Linked DNA regions of Arabidopsis thaliana: region 1 is linked to region 2. The links are chromatin contacts, called in public capture Hi-C maps. All regions are on one chromosome and are shown on one strand. The core of a region is the stretch at or near the end of the contact, and the rest is flanking DNA. Distances in the headings are between cores, read along the strand shown. Region 1 holds the start of ASIL2 (sequence-specific DNA binding transcription factor). Region 2 holds the start of CID4 (CTC-interacting domain 4).

Region 1 (7,118 bases), core at 2,123-4,622, 73 kb before region 2:
TTATTTTTTGTTCCATTTTGGTCGAACCTTTCTTATCTTACCAACCATTAGAGAGTGAGAAATAATTGCTTCTGAGACTTGAATCAAAATCTGAACAACGAGTGGTGATCCAAAACGATGGCATTTCAGGAAAAGAGTTGCTTCTGAGACTGAATTAGAATCTGAACTTGAACTTTCTGCTTACTCAGTTGACGACAGTAAACTACCATTATTGCTGCCACCGCGGGTAAAAGTGGATGAGATGGAGCTTGGAGAGGTGGCAATGGCAATAGTTGGATTTGCAGCAAGTTATGAAAAGGTGGTATAAAGCTTAAACAAGTGGTGGAGCTGGAGAAGGAGAAGAAGGAGCTTGAGTTGCAGAAAATGCAGTCCTTTAAAGCTCAATTAGAGGTGTTACGGAACAGTCGCGAGGATAGAGACAGTGAGAGAAGAGTCAGAAGTCACCAATAGTGTCAAGGATAACGGCAATGTAAGTTCACAGTTGAAGAGATGAATGTTTGTAAAAGTGAATTCTGATGATGTTTAGGATTGTGGCTTGAAACATGACAGTGTAAATCGAAACTTCAGATTCTGAATATGGCACAAATTTGATGAATAGTCAAAATACTTGAAAAGATACCAACTTTATTTCCTGAAACCAGTTACAAAGTGATAGACACAGAGTGATTCATGAAGAGCTGAACAAAAGATAAACGCCACTACTACTATTACTACTTCATCTGAAGGATGAATTTTGAAGACATTAAGAAACAGAAACTCAGAAGAGGTCGTCAGAGTCTTCTTTAAGTGTGAATTCGCATGAATCGAACCGCCAAGCCAGAGGAGTGGAAGGCATCATAGAGCCATGACGGATTGGAGAGCGCCATGGAGTCGAGTTCTTCAGCCAATCAGAAAACTTGGGCGATGCCATCTCTTCTGGTTCTTCGTAAGTCAGATCGTCCTTAGCATCCATCTGAAACCAAAAACACATAGGATAGAGTCATAAAAAGTGTCACTTTAAGTTCCAAAACTAGATTAAAGATGCAGTCTCACCAAAATCTCCATCAAAGACAGAGAGATAGACATTGTTTTTTAAGTACAGTACCTTTTCAATGTCCCAATTGAGATGCTTCTCCTTGATGCTGGAACCTGCAAGTACAAAAGATCAAGTTTAGCACAAGCTTACTCGCAAAGATTGGTTAAACATCATAGCTTAGAAGATCTAAATACAATACCATGATGAAGTAGCATGAGATCAGCAGAGTAGTGATCATCCCAAAGATTTTGCTGTTCTTTGATGCATTTGCTGTGATCATGTAAAAACCTTTCCCCAGCTATATCAATCTCTTTCACAGCAGCAGAAGCAATTTGCTTGTTCTTTGAAGAAGCAGCAGCTTTCGCATGAATCCCAGACTTGTTTGTAATATCATTCAGAGCCTTACGAGCTCCTCCAGGTTTCTTCTGACCAAGTACAGTCCCTTTGGATTTCACAGAAGCAGCAGTGACAGACTCTGTAAATAATAGCCAAGAAAGAAAATGTTAAATCTTTGTTTCAAAGCAATATGATTTAAAGAGAGTAGAGAAAGATTAACTACTTTTGCGATGAATTGGAGCGTTCTCGTCTGGGAAGATCATTTGTTGAAGAGCGTTCATGTTCGCCATATGGTTTTAACTGTGAATCATCAAAGAACCAATTGCAGAAACGAAGATTTGATTCCAGAACTGACGATTTTAAGCAATTAGAAACCCTAAAAAAGGTAACAGAAACCCAACTCGAAATCGAAACAAAGATCGTTTTTTTCACAAAACCCAATTCGATCCTCAAGCAAATTTAACACCACAGACCCCAGAAACCCAGAACGAATCAAGTAGCGACATACGAAAAGAAGAACAAACAATCGCAAGAAGAACAGTCTATAATGTGAACCTAAATCAGAAGGAAGAAAGAGATTACCTTTGTAAAAGTGAAGAAGTTTCTTGGTGAGATTCTTGTTGGAAGAGAAGTGTATAAGAAGATGAAGAAGAGCGCTTAGAGTGTTTAACGGTAACTTTTCAATGTTGTTCTGACGAAATAATGAAGAACCTCCGGGATTAGGCCAAAAAAAGTAAATTTATAGAAGAAGAGAAAAAGTTTCTAGCCGTTGGCAGAATATTTTAATGCAGGCCTAATCAAGAATTGGCCCAGGTACAGGCCCATCACATAAATCAAATTGACGGCATCAAACTATCATGTAAGATAGAAGCAAAACATGTCACACTTCTCTAAGTTATCTTCTTATCGGCTAGATTTATCATCATCCTTGATTAAATCTCCTTAATTTTGGAAGGTTAAATTATAGGTAAAGTGTATATAATTAGTCTAACCAAGGATATTCAACGCTTCTCGTTCCTGTTCCTTATATAAAACCATTATCCTCACATAAAGAAGACTTAACAAAAAAAAAACTCTTTTCAAAACACATTAGAGACAATTAACAAGAAAAACCCTTCTAATAATTTGATCAGAGATATGGGTTTTTCGCACAAGTTGTGGGATGAAACTTTGGCCGGTCCAACGCCGGAAAATGGTCTCGGGAAGTTGAGAAACCACATATCCGGTGAAAGTGCCAACCGGAAGTTGATGGTGGATCTGAAACGTGTCCCGAATTCTCCTGACCGTTCAAGCAACCCCGTTTCCCCTTTGACTCTTATGTTACCTTTTTTAAAAATCCTTTCTGATCCACTTTTTTTTTATCTTCTATGCTTGTGTTATGAGCAGTTAAAACCCTATATATTCATGTAAATTAAAGACTTTGCAAGGTGATACATATGTTCATAGTCATTATAAGCTTTTTTTTATTATTTTTTTTTTTTATTTTGACATCCATAATCATTATTAGCTTGAGAGTATTATGGATTTGTAAATTAATGATTACCAAAATCATTTGTATGCAGCTGGAACACCAAGTGAAACACATGCTACAAGTCTCAATGCTTGCGATTGGTTTGATCTCCCTCTCTTTTCTTTCCTCTCAAACTATACTTCATTTTATCCAACGCATTATCGCTTTCATTAGTACCACCATATCTAATTAACGTCCGGTAATACTGCAGGATTGTGCTAAACGCATTGGACCGTTGAAAAATATTACAAGGTATTTCTACGAGAAGAAGAAGTATCCCAAACTACTTTTCTTTGTATATATATATTTGCTGTGTACATAACATAATGGTCGCTTTTGGTGTTTTGAGATTTGAGAAATATTAAATTTCTGTTTGTTTCACAATTCACGAAGATTATATAAGGTCTTTTTGAAACATAGTATTTCTGGAATGTTTAAAGTTGTATCTTTGACAATGGTGAAAAGAAAAAATGATACTAAGTGATAACATGCTAACGTAGCGTATGGAAAGCCCAATAAAAACCCATGCCCAAAGTAAATAACATCCACGTCACCGTTCTTATTGTTAAAAGAGAGACTAATTCGAATCGATTTAACGAATGAAGCAAGACAACGAAGGAAGACAACTGGAAACTATCGACGGACTAAAAAAAGTCTACGACCGATATTGAAACTGACGGTTAGGCTAAGGGTAATTTCGGTACATCACCGGAAAAATGGTTCACGGGGATAGTTCCGGTAATTATAGTAAAACTAGATGGGCTTTTCCGTCAATACACTTCCTCATCGGATTACGAAGAAATGGGGAAATTACGATACAAACCCATCTTTTACCCCTAAACCGAGCCGGCAACTTTACCGGTGACGGAATCTTACCTCTGACCTACCAATCACGTCATTCCACGTCATCTCCCCGTATCTTCTCACGTCCTTCCACGTGTCCCCTCTACTCACCGACGCCGTCTCCTTCCCGTTTACCCCTCCCGAACAGAATATTAACCCAAACCCTAACCCTATCTCCCTCTTTCACGAGCTTCTGACTCAGATCCGGCGATATCGAATTCCATGGAGGACGATGAAGACATCCGATCTCAGGGTTCCGATTCACCTGATCCGTCTTCCTCCCCGCCGGCGGGACGAATCACGGTTACGGTGGCTTCGGCAGGTCCGCCTTCTTATTCTCTGACTCCTCCGGGTAATTCGTCGCAGAAGGATCCGGATGCGTTGGCTCTGGCGCTGCTTCCGATTCAGGCCAGCGGTGGAGGGAATAACAGCAGTGGGAGACCAACCGGCGGCGGCGGGAGGGAGGATTGTTGGAGCGAAGCAGCTACGGCTGTGTTGATTGATGCGTGGGGTGAGAGATACTTGGAGCTTAGCAGAGGGAATCTGAAGCAGAAGCACTGGAAAGAGGTGGCTGAGATTGTGAGCAGCAGAGAGGATTACGGTAAAATTCCCAAAACTGATATACAGTGTAAGAATAGGATCGATACGGTGAAGAAGAAGTATAAACAAGAGAAGGTGAGAATCGCTAACGGCGGTGGCCGTAGCAGATGGGTGTTCTTCGACAAGCTTGACCGTCTGATTGGATCAACGGCGAAGATCCCGACGGCAACTTCTGGAGTCAGCGGTCCTGTCGGAGGATTGCATAAGATTCCTATGGGTATTCCAATGGGAAGTCGTTCGAATCTGTACCATCAGCAAGCTAAGGCTGCAACACCGCCTTTCAATAATCTTGACCGGTTAATTGGAGCTACGGCTAGAGTCTCAGCTGCTTCTTTCGGTGGCAGTGGTGGAGGAGGCGGAGGAGGATCTGTCAATGTACCTATGGGAATTCCGATGAGTAGCCGTTCAGCTCCGTTTGGACAGCAAGGGAGGACTCTGCCACAGCAAGGTAGGACACTGCCACAGCAACAGCAGCAAGGGATGATGGTGAAAAGGTGTAGTGAGTCGAAACGCTGGCGTTTCAGGAAGAGGAACGCTTCTGATTCAGACTCGGAATCTGAAGCAGCAATGTCAGATGATTCCGGTGACAGTTTACCACCTCCTCCTCTGTCGAAGAGGATGAAGACGGAGGAGAAGAAGAAGCAAGATGGTGATGGAGTGGGGAACAAATGGAGGGAGCTGACTCGGGCAATCATGAGATTCGGTGAAGCTTATGAGCAAACAGAGAATGCGAAACTGCAACAGGTGGTTGAGATGGAGAAAGAGAGGATGAAGTTCTTGAAGGAGCTTGAGTTGCAGAGAATGCAGTTCTTTGTGAAGACTCAATTGGAGATATCACAACTTAAGCAGCAACATGGGAGGAGAATGGGAAACACCAGTAATGATCATCATCACAGCCGCAAGAACAACATCAATGCGATTGTCAACAACAACAACGATTTGGGTAATAACTAGAATTTAGTGATGCAGTGTCGTAATTGATATATTTTAGATTTGAGTCTTTAATTGTTGAAAGAGAAACTGAAACTTATCTAGGCTTCATGAGTGTATTAATATTTTGCATATCTTTCTTAACTTTGGTCATATGGAACAGATTTAACTTCACTAGATTGCCTGAGATCATTCTGCTGCAGACTCTTGTGCACGTTTTTGAACTTCTCTTAATCTCTGAGTTAGATTGTGTTTCACTAGTTAGGTTAGAACATGGCATAGGACATTTTTGACACAATCCAACCGCAAAATCTTAAAGCTATGTTTGGTTATTATGACATTGGAGATTTGCATGTGTACCTAAAAGCATTTTTTTAACTCTTTTTCTTTTGAGTAATTGTTTGAGCTAGATTTTCTTGTGTCTGAAGCATCATTCAAACCACCAATGATGATCTTCTATAAAAGAAGAATGTTAGGCAAGAAACCTTTTCGTTGGTCTGTTTATTTATTTTTCTATGATGTTTGCCTTTTGGCATTTTATAGGTACTAAACAAATGACAGTCAATTCAAATTCATTACACATAGATGTTTCTCACAATTTTACCTTCCGCACTAAGCTAATATTCATGTATCGAAAGGTGAATCATGATATTTGAGTAAAAATACCATCTTCCGAGTCCCACCGTAACATCATTCTAACTTGCACTATTCTTATTTTTTTTTGAAACGAATACAATAATGAAAACGTAAGAAATAAAGCATCTTGAAATCTTCTGAATTTTGTTTTTGTTTTAGGTAGAAAAGAGTTTGATTCCAAAGGTCCACGTGTGTTTAGACATATAGATTAGATATTATCTAATGATATATTGGTATCACTAGGATTACTAATCAAGATTTTTCCTTAGTAAAGTTCAAAATAAAGTTTTTTTTTTCAAAATAAAGTTTTTTTTTGGAACTAAATCTAGCAATAAAAGTAGTGATTACTAAAGAAATAGTAAATTATTAATGTAACAAATGAATATTCTTTTTTTTTTTTTAAAGTGGGCAAGAAAAGATACCAAAAAGAAAGAAAGAATTGGGTAGGATTTAAAGCCATGTCTCCATTATAAATATATAGTTAGGGTCAATTGTCCATTAAAATTAAAGAAGAATAAAGAGTGATATCCTATAATTAGATATTTTTTCAGGGGGTCCATCATTTGATTTAAAGTGTCTCCAAAAGTTGGAATAAAAATGGTTGGTGTTAATATTATTAATTTTCAGTAGAGTAGAATAAGCTCTAATTTAAATACTTCTTTTTGTCAGCATCTATTTAGTACAGTGTTTATTTAACATAATATACATTTTGCACATAGAGATTTTACTCTAAAACAGCGAATCGTTGTTACTCTTAACGTTAAATATTTGGATCTGAAAGGCAAAGTACCAATATACCCATTTGTTCCTTGGCCCATCTGTGGGTAAGAGACTAATTTACCCCTCCAATTTATATACTTCACAGCAATAAATTCGAAGAATAAAAGGGTATTATGGGTAACTAACGAAAGCCGTTTAGGATTCGGCGAGACCTGTTTCCGGAATTTCGTAATTACTGCCGACTTTCTTTGATTTTTGTTTAATTTAATATTTCAAATTTTACGCTCTATTACTCTCTTTTTTTTTTTGTTTTGTCATCGTATACGCTACTTCACGTCAACAAAAATGGTGATTTTTGTCTGAAGAACGTTTATTTCTTTCTCTTGATTTCACTTTCTCTCTCTAAAGTAGATTTTTGACAAAGATAGATTACGGCGGAAGGAAGGAGACACACAATGATGGGAGAGATATTGAATCCATCAGCGGAAGTGAAATTAATTACGAAGTTGACTTGAGAGTTTTGAGTGA
Region 2 (6,871 bases), core at 970-3,469:
TTCTAGCTTTAGATATAGAAAGAGAATTGCTTTCCAAAAGGAATATACGGAATTTCTAAAGTGCAAGCACAAACATAATCTATTCATTCCCACCATCTCTCATCTAAATTGGTCAGCTAAGAAACCGTGATCTGAAAATCTAGCTGACAAATCAACATACCAAACATTCAATAAGTATAAATTTGACAAAAAATTTAAATATATATGTGCGTGTGTGTGTGTGTGTGCGTATATTACCTATTCCAAGGGTTATCAAACACATTCTCCAAATCTGCACCGTGTGGAATAGTCTCATCAGGTACCCAGCGTTGCAGCTGCCTTTCCCGATCAACATGATAAGACTGTGATATAGAAGAGTCTGTCAACAGCTCCGATGGTTTCTCACCCTGAACCGCATTTGACATGTTGTTCGAGGATACAGAGAGATCCTAACACCAAAATCAATGATATAAAGTAATGACAATGTCAAAACTCAAAGTAGTCTCTCTGCAATATAACACATTGACATAAACTTAAAACAATAAATATTTCCCTTCAGTTTATAAAAGCAGGCACACCTTAGCTATAACTTGCACAAGTTCATCTGCCGGAATAATGAATGTCTTGGAAGGCGGCTTCCTGACAAATTCGGAACGGGATTTATGTCCTCGTAAAGTACCGTCTTTAATCAAGCATGCCATCTTTAGAATGATTCCTGGAAGTTTCAAGCAATTTTATACATTGCAAGAAAAAGTAGTGTGAATTTGTATGTGCAGCTCTATAAGGAAAAAAATTCTGATTCAGAGCCTCACCAAAATCCTTCTCTACATTGGCAGCATGAAATATACCGGTATACACTGATCCATTCCTTAGATGCACTTCCACATGATGCCCGATCTTACATGTTGTGAAGTACACTAACCGATCAAGTGAAAGCCTCTTCAAGCTTCCAGCTTCCCCATTGAATACTGAATACATATCAACATGCATGAGGACTCAGAATATGACGTTGCACATAAATCACAGAATATCAACAGCTAACCTGTATTTGATGTATTTGTCTTATGTAAAACTTCCTCTGTTTCACCTCTTTTGAGTGGAAATCCATTTGATGAAGATTTCGACTGAGGAATACTCATTGCAGCCTTAGACTGTTCTAACTAACAAGGGTAAAAAAAAACAGTTATTGAAACCCATGACATTCGTAATTGCTCAACTGACGCAGAAACTATAAATAGAAGGTTACCATTGAAACCGATGATTACTATCTAACAGCAAAATACAATCAGTGAACAGCCTCGCATCGCCATTACAGAAAAATAAACATAAAACAACACTTGCTTGGCTTCATTCATCAAACATGCCGATTAGTCTAGAAAACGTTGTGGATGAAAGAAAGAAAGATAGTGTTGATTTCAACCATTAATCCGCAGCACAAACAATTAAGAAATGGAAACAAAATCAAAGAGTTTTCAGCACAAACAGACGCAAAAAAAGGAAGGCATAACAGTGAATCAAAGATACAATCATCTGCAATCATGAAATAGGATCTCCAACGTATTCGAGCTAGAGCTAGGTATTCCAGTAAAACAAACCCTAAATCATCAAATTCCCAATAACGCGGAAGAATAAAGAAGCAATGAAGATAAACTAAAAATCCAGATATAAGAATCGAAGAAGAGGATATTTACCTCAGAAAGCTAACCCGATCAGAAACCAAAACGCCTCTGCAACACCGATTAAAGAAATGCTTCCGAAAGGAGAGGGACGAGCTCGATTAGTTTCCAACGCAGCGAGTTAGGGTTTCGGAGAGAGCTAGGGTTTACGAGGAGAGAGTGACGGTAAACGATTCACCATGAATCTAAAGAGCGAAAGATAATCGGAGAGAGTGATCGGAGCTGAGCTAACTCTTTGATTTTCCGCAGGAAGCAAAATCATGAAAGGAAAGAACAGCTAGCTACACGAAACAGATCGTTGTGTAGAGTACCAATCACCTACGGGCAAGTGCATGGTACAACTATATTTGGGCCTTAATGGGCTCAACATGGGCTATAAACTGAGTTTGAGAAACTTTATAGGCCTCAACTTTTGAATGTCAAGCTTTTATGTTTTCTTTTTCTGTCTTTTCTTTCTTTTCTTTGATCGATCATTTTACCTTAGCCATTAAGAACTTCTAAATCTTTTAACACACATAAAACATAAAGGATCAAGCCTTCGATTGTAATTTACCTTTATTTCATTTGTGGAAAGAAATCAGCAAGAATAAAGAGTTTTTGTAAAAGCAAGTAACCTGAAGCAAAGGATACTTCAAATTCGAAATGAACTTTTAAAAGGGTATGGTTTGCTTAATGATGGGGATAATGTTAACTTGACTTTCAAAATGGGTTATAATGAAAGTGCTTAAGCCTTGAAGGAGACAGAAAAGGTTGGGGGAAAAAGCATTAATAGGCTTAGTTGGAAAAACAACTCTATAAAGTTTAAATGATTATTTAATAATAACAAGCTTGAATCTAAATATTACATGCTTCATTTGCATGTCTCATCATCACTTGTTTTTATTTTTGATAAAATCACTTTATACCTTTTTTCAGTTTCTAAGGTGCAATATGCTATTTGTCACCATAAAGCTAGGCATAAATACTAATGATCATAATTGATCAAATTAAATATATAATCAGAAAAGCATCACTAGAAAAATACTCCAAAATTACTTAAACATGGATTAGTTGGAGAATTCTGAAATATTATTAAAATGATGAAATACAAAAAAACTGGTGTGGCCAATAAAAAGTATAAGAGTTACATGTATGAAACATTACACTTTTCAAAGTTGTACCTCTCTAATTAGCAATGGAACATACACTTTTTTTTTTTTTTTTTGACAACTTAGTGTCCAGACCACACAGTGATCTGACTAGTCCACTGGGTTTAAGCCCGCGACCAGGAATTTTTAAACATCTACTTAATGGCTCCCTGGAACTGGTGGTCTGAGGCGCTAGAGCAAATCCGCATGTTAATTCTCTGGTGACCAGAAATCGAATCCGGGTGTCGGACGTCTCAGTCGAGGTTCCTTTACCACCAGACCACGATACCTGGTTGGAACATACACTTGAAAAAGATAAGACAGAAATCTTAAGACTATACGAGTATTATGTTCAATTTAACATGGGGTGAAAGAGAGATCATCATAAAGTATTATTTGTAACGGATAGGTCATAGTTATAGCTATAAGATACGAGCTAACATTAAAATGGAAAGAGAAAGAACAATATCAAACAAGAAAACACAGATCATTCACGTGGTATGGTAAAAATTAAATTAATTTATATTTTGCAGTATCGGATCTGATCATTCATTGCTATAAAAACTGTTTTCTTTTGTCCTAATTTAAAAAAATGTTTCAGCTGTATTAGTGAAAAAAATAGAGAAAGCAAGCCAAAAAAAAAACTAAAAACATTAACTACGAATTGTAAAATAGTGTATGGTAAGAAACTCCACAGAGTGTAGTTAATTCTCGCCCGTTGCTTCACGGCGCTCCTGTGACCAAATCTGACATTATATAGACTCGTAAATATTCCTTTTTAGGTTTTTGCATTCATATTTGAATGCAGTTGATTTAAAATAATTTAAACGACTAGTTGCCTCTAAATGTTTGAATAAATTAGGAGTAATTACCAACTAGTAACATTCTGTCACATTTCCCAGAGTCACTGTCTTAAATTATGAAATACTCGTTATTGAGAAAATTGACAGATAACAAAATGGATTAGTTATTTGGTTTCCTTTTTCTTTTCCTTTATTTGGGTGCAAAATTAGACAGCCAAAATCATTTAAAAATGCACGTGTCAATATGTGGCCACACCATGGATATTTTGCACGGCTTCATTATTTCTATGAAAATAGTTTTATTTGTTCTTTTTTTTAAAAAAAAGCAAGAAAAGGGAAAAGAGAATAAAGAAAAAAAACTAGGAAATAAAGAAGAGAATAACATTTGAAATTTTCTTGGTCCGATTTCTTCACTCTCAAAGCAGTAAAATTGAAGAATATACTACTAGTTATGTTAGCAAATGAAATACAAGACGATTCAAAACTAAGTAATTTAATATAAATAATAAATCAAAAGTTGACAAAATGCGGATATTAAAAAATAGCAATAAAGCTGTAGAACTATTCAATTGGTTAATCTATGTTAGTAAAAACTGTGTTACGTTTTTGTTTTTTTTTGGTTTTGGTCATAATAATCCATAAGTATCAAACTTAAAGACGAATCTGAAAATAGCCATTACTGTTTTTTTTTCTCTGAAGAAAAAGAAAAGAGTAGAGCTTTTTTGTTTAATATAGGAATTAGGAAGGAGGAGGAACACAACACCACACTTGTGCGCAAACTTTCACAGTGTCCGACGATCTCAAAGCCCAAATATCAAAGCTCTTCTCTCTCTCTATCTCTCCCCAAAAATTCGTAGCTTTTTTGCATTTTGCTTCTGCATTCGGCTTTGGATTTCATAAAGTGTTGAGATTTAAGAGTGTATCTCACTCAATCTCTCTGATAAGAGCTTTCAAGCCACAAGTAAACCGACCCAGAGAGTTTAAAAAAAAAGAAGAGTCTTTAATGCGAAGTCGTTTCTAGGTCTGATCTACAGATCCTGGTACCCTAATTTTCCCCTGCCGCAACGGTCTCCTCCTTCCCTTCGCCGTCATTTCACCGGTGGGGTTTTACATCTGAATCTCTGTGGTTGAGAGAAAAGCAATCGACTTTAGTGAGTGTTGAGTTTATATATTGGAAGGTAGAAGTTGAAGTGCGTAACTACTGTTGCAAAAAAAGGTACAAATTATGAGCCTTTTTGGGTTCTCATTTCTTAGATTTGATTATTTTTGGTGGAGGAAGTGACTTGGGTTTCATTCTTCTAAATTCTCAGGTCGAAATTGAAACTCTTTAGTGAGTGATAGAGATGCTGACATGCATAGCTTGTACGAAGCAGCTAAACACCAACAATGGTGGATCTAAGAAACAAGAAGAGGATGAAGAAGAAGAAGACAGAGTTATTGAAACACCCAGGTCTAAGCAGATTAAGTCCCTGACGTCACAGGTAGAGATAAACATTCTTCCTCTGTGTCACTTTCACGAAAAAAAAACACAAATGAGAAAAGGACCATTTTTTGCTCTTGTTGGTTTCTGTTTGGAAGCTAAGAACAAATCAATTTAAGTCCGTGACTTTCAGAATGTTTTTCACTGTGTATTTAATTTTGTGAATAACATGTGATTCTTGTATGTGAATCTTCAGATTAAAGACATGGCAGTAAAAGCATCAGGTGCTTACAAAAGCTGCAAACCGTGTTCTGGGTCGTCTAATCAGAATAAGAACCGAAGCTACGCTGATTCGGATGTTGCTTCGAATTCTGGGAGGTTTCGTTATGCGTACAAGAGAGCGGGGAGTGGAAGCTCAACACCGAAGATTTTGGGGAAGGAAATGGAGTCAAGGTTGAAAGGTTTTTTGAGTGGAGAAGGAACACCTGAATCCATGAGTGGTAGGACAGAGTCTACAGTGTTCATGGAGGAAGAAGATGAGCTCAAGGAATGGGTTGCTCAAGTGGAGCCTGGTGTCCTCATCACATTTGTATCATTGCCTGAGGGAGGGAATGATATGAAGCGGATTCGGTTCAGGTAATTTTTAACTGTTTTGTAGGATTTACACTAAGTAAAAGTTTGGATATTGGACTTAATCAAGATGGTACAATATGTTTCCAATCAGGAATATTGAAGATGATACTCAAATGAACTAATCCATACTGTTTTGAAATTGTTTAATTTGATTTTGGAAGTAGAGATGTGTGGTTCTTGGAGACAAGCAATGTGAGAGTACAGTTGATATTTAGGATATTATTATGTGAGATTTCTGTGTTGGAAACTGTTGCTGCTTTCATTTTTCTTGAATCGATTGAAGTGGTCCCAAACCATTTCTTATAATTATGAGAACTTGTACATCCTTTTTGCCAAGAAAGGTCTTTGAGATGTGGGTTATATTTCGGTAGTTGAATCCGATGGAGAACTTAAATGAATTCCCCAAGGACAATTGTGTGGGGAAGTGTTTGTGAATTTCGTAAAGTTCTTTTTGTATGTGGAACATATAATGAGAGCAAGATGATCTAACTAACTTTCTTCATGGCAAGAGGAACACTTCAGCTCCCTAGGATTGATATTTCTAGATTCTAGTTTTGACAATTTACTGCAGATCCCTTGAGTTTTGTGAACCTAAGACTGTTAACCTGGTAGCTCTTTGGTTCTGTATTGTATATGGTTAAGTCAGCTCCTAATTTGTTGATTTCTTCAAATTTGTATTACTTGCAGCCGTGAAATGTTCGATAAATGGCAAGCTCAAAAGTGGTGGGCGGAGAATTTCGACAAGGTCATGGAATTATACAATGTACAGCAGTTCAATCAGCAGAGCGTCCCACTTCCAACTCCTCCTAGATCTGAAGATGGGGTATATGCACCCTCTTCACTTCTGAACACATGAATCTACTCATCAAAACCTGTCTTTGATACTTTGAGGTCTAACTAGTTTTAATTTGGTATACCAGAGCTCGCGAATTCAGTCTACCAAGAATGGTCCTGCAACTCCACCTCTGAACAAAGAATGCTCTCGAGGAAAAGGCTACGCTTCTTCTGGCTCACTCGCTCACCAACCAACAACCCAAACACAAAGTCGACACCATGATTCATCTGGTCTTGCTACAACACCAAAACTCTCTAGCATAAGTGGGACAAAAACCGAGACATCATCTGTTGATGAGTCTGCAAGAAGTAGCTTCTCAAGGGAAGAAGAAGAAGCAGATCATTCAGGGGAGGAGCTATCTGTAAGTAATGCAAGTGACATTGAAACAGAATGGGTGG

Evidence for each region. Capture Hi-C pulls out chosen DNA fragments and counts their contacts.
Region 1: a capture Hi-C map of seedling shows a contact between it and region 2, with 1.6 times the contacts expected there. The contact joins the promoter of ASIL2 here to the promoter of CID4 in region 2. A contact is called at or near these places in 2 of 26 Hi-C or Micro-C datasets (rosette leaf and vegetative nucleus) and 1 of 3 other capture datasets (seedling).

Annotation. Positions count from the first base shown.
Region 1 is chr3:4,705,430-4,712,547 of TAIR10.1, reverse strand. It overlaps ASIL2 (sequence-specific DNA binding transcription factor), which reads left to right and starts at 3,372. Exons shown (of 1, transcript NM_112274.4): 1 at 3,372-5,746. The coding sequence starts at 3,927. The coding sequence ends at 5,258. It overlaps AT3G14172 (GPI-anchored adhesin-like protein), which reads left to right and starts at 6,720. Exons shown (of 12, transcript NM_001125151.2): 1 at 6,720-7,118. AT3G14190 reads right to left here and starts at 2,065. Exons shown (of 5, transcript NM_112275.3): 1 at 1,934-2,065; 2 at 1,575-1,651; 3 at 1,215-1,490; 4 at 1,085-1,128; 5 at 1-952. The coding sequence starts at 1,641. The coding sequence ends at 758. It also overlaps AT3G14185.
Region 2 is chr3:4,631,411-4,638,281 of TAIR10.1, reverse strand. CID4 (CTC-interacting domain 4) reads right to left here and starts at 2,219. Exons shown (of 15, transcript NM_112255.4): 1 at 1,671-2,219; 2 at 1,022-1,139; 3 at 792-947; 4 at 558-694; 5 at 238-428. The coding sequence starts at 1,118. ATBRXL2 (DZC (Disease resistance/zinc finger/chromosome condensation-like region) domain containing protein) reads left to right here and starts at 4,201. Exons shown (of 6, transcript NM_202580.2): 1 at 4,201-4,801; 2 at 4,896-5,066; 3 at 5,262-5,641; 4 at 6,326-6,461; 5 at 6,559-6,871. The coding sequence starts at 4,929.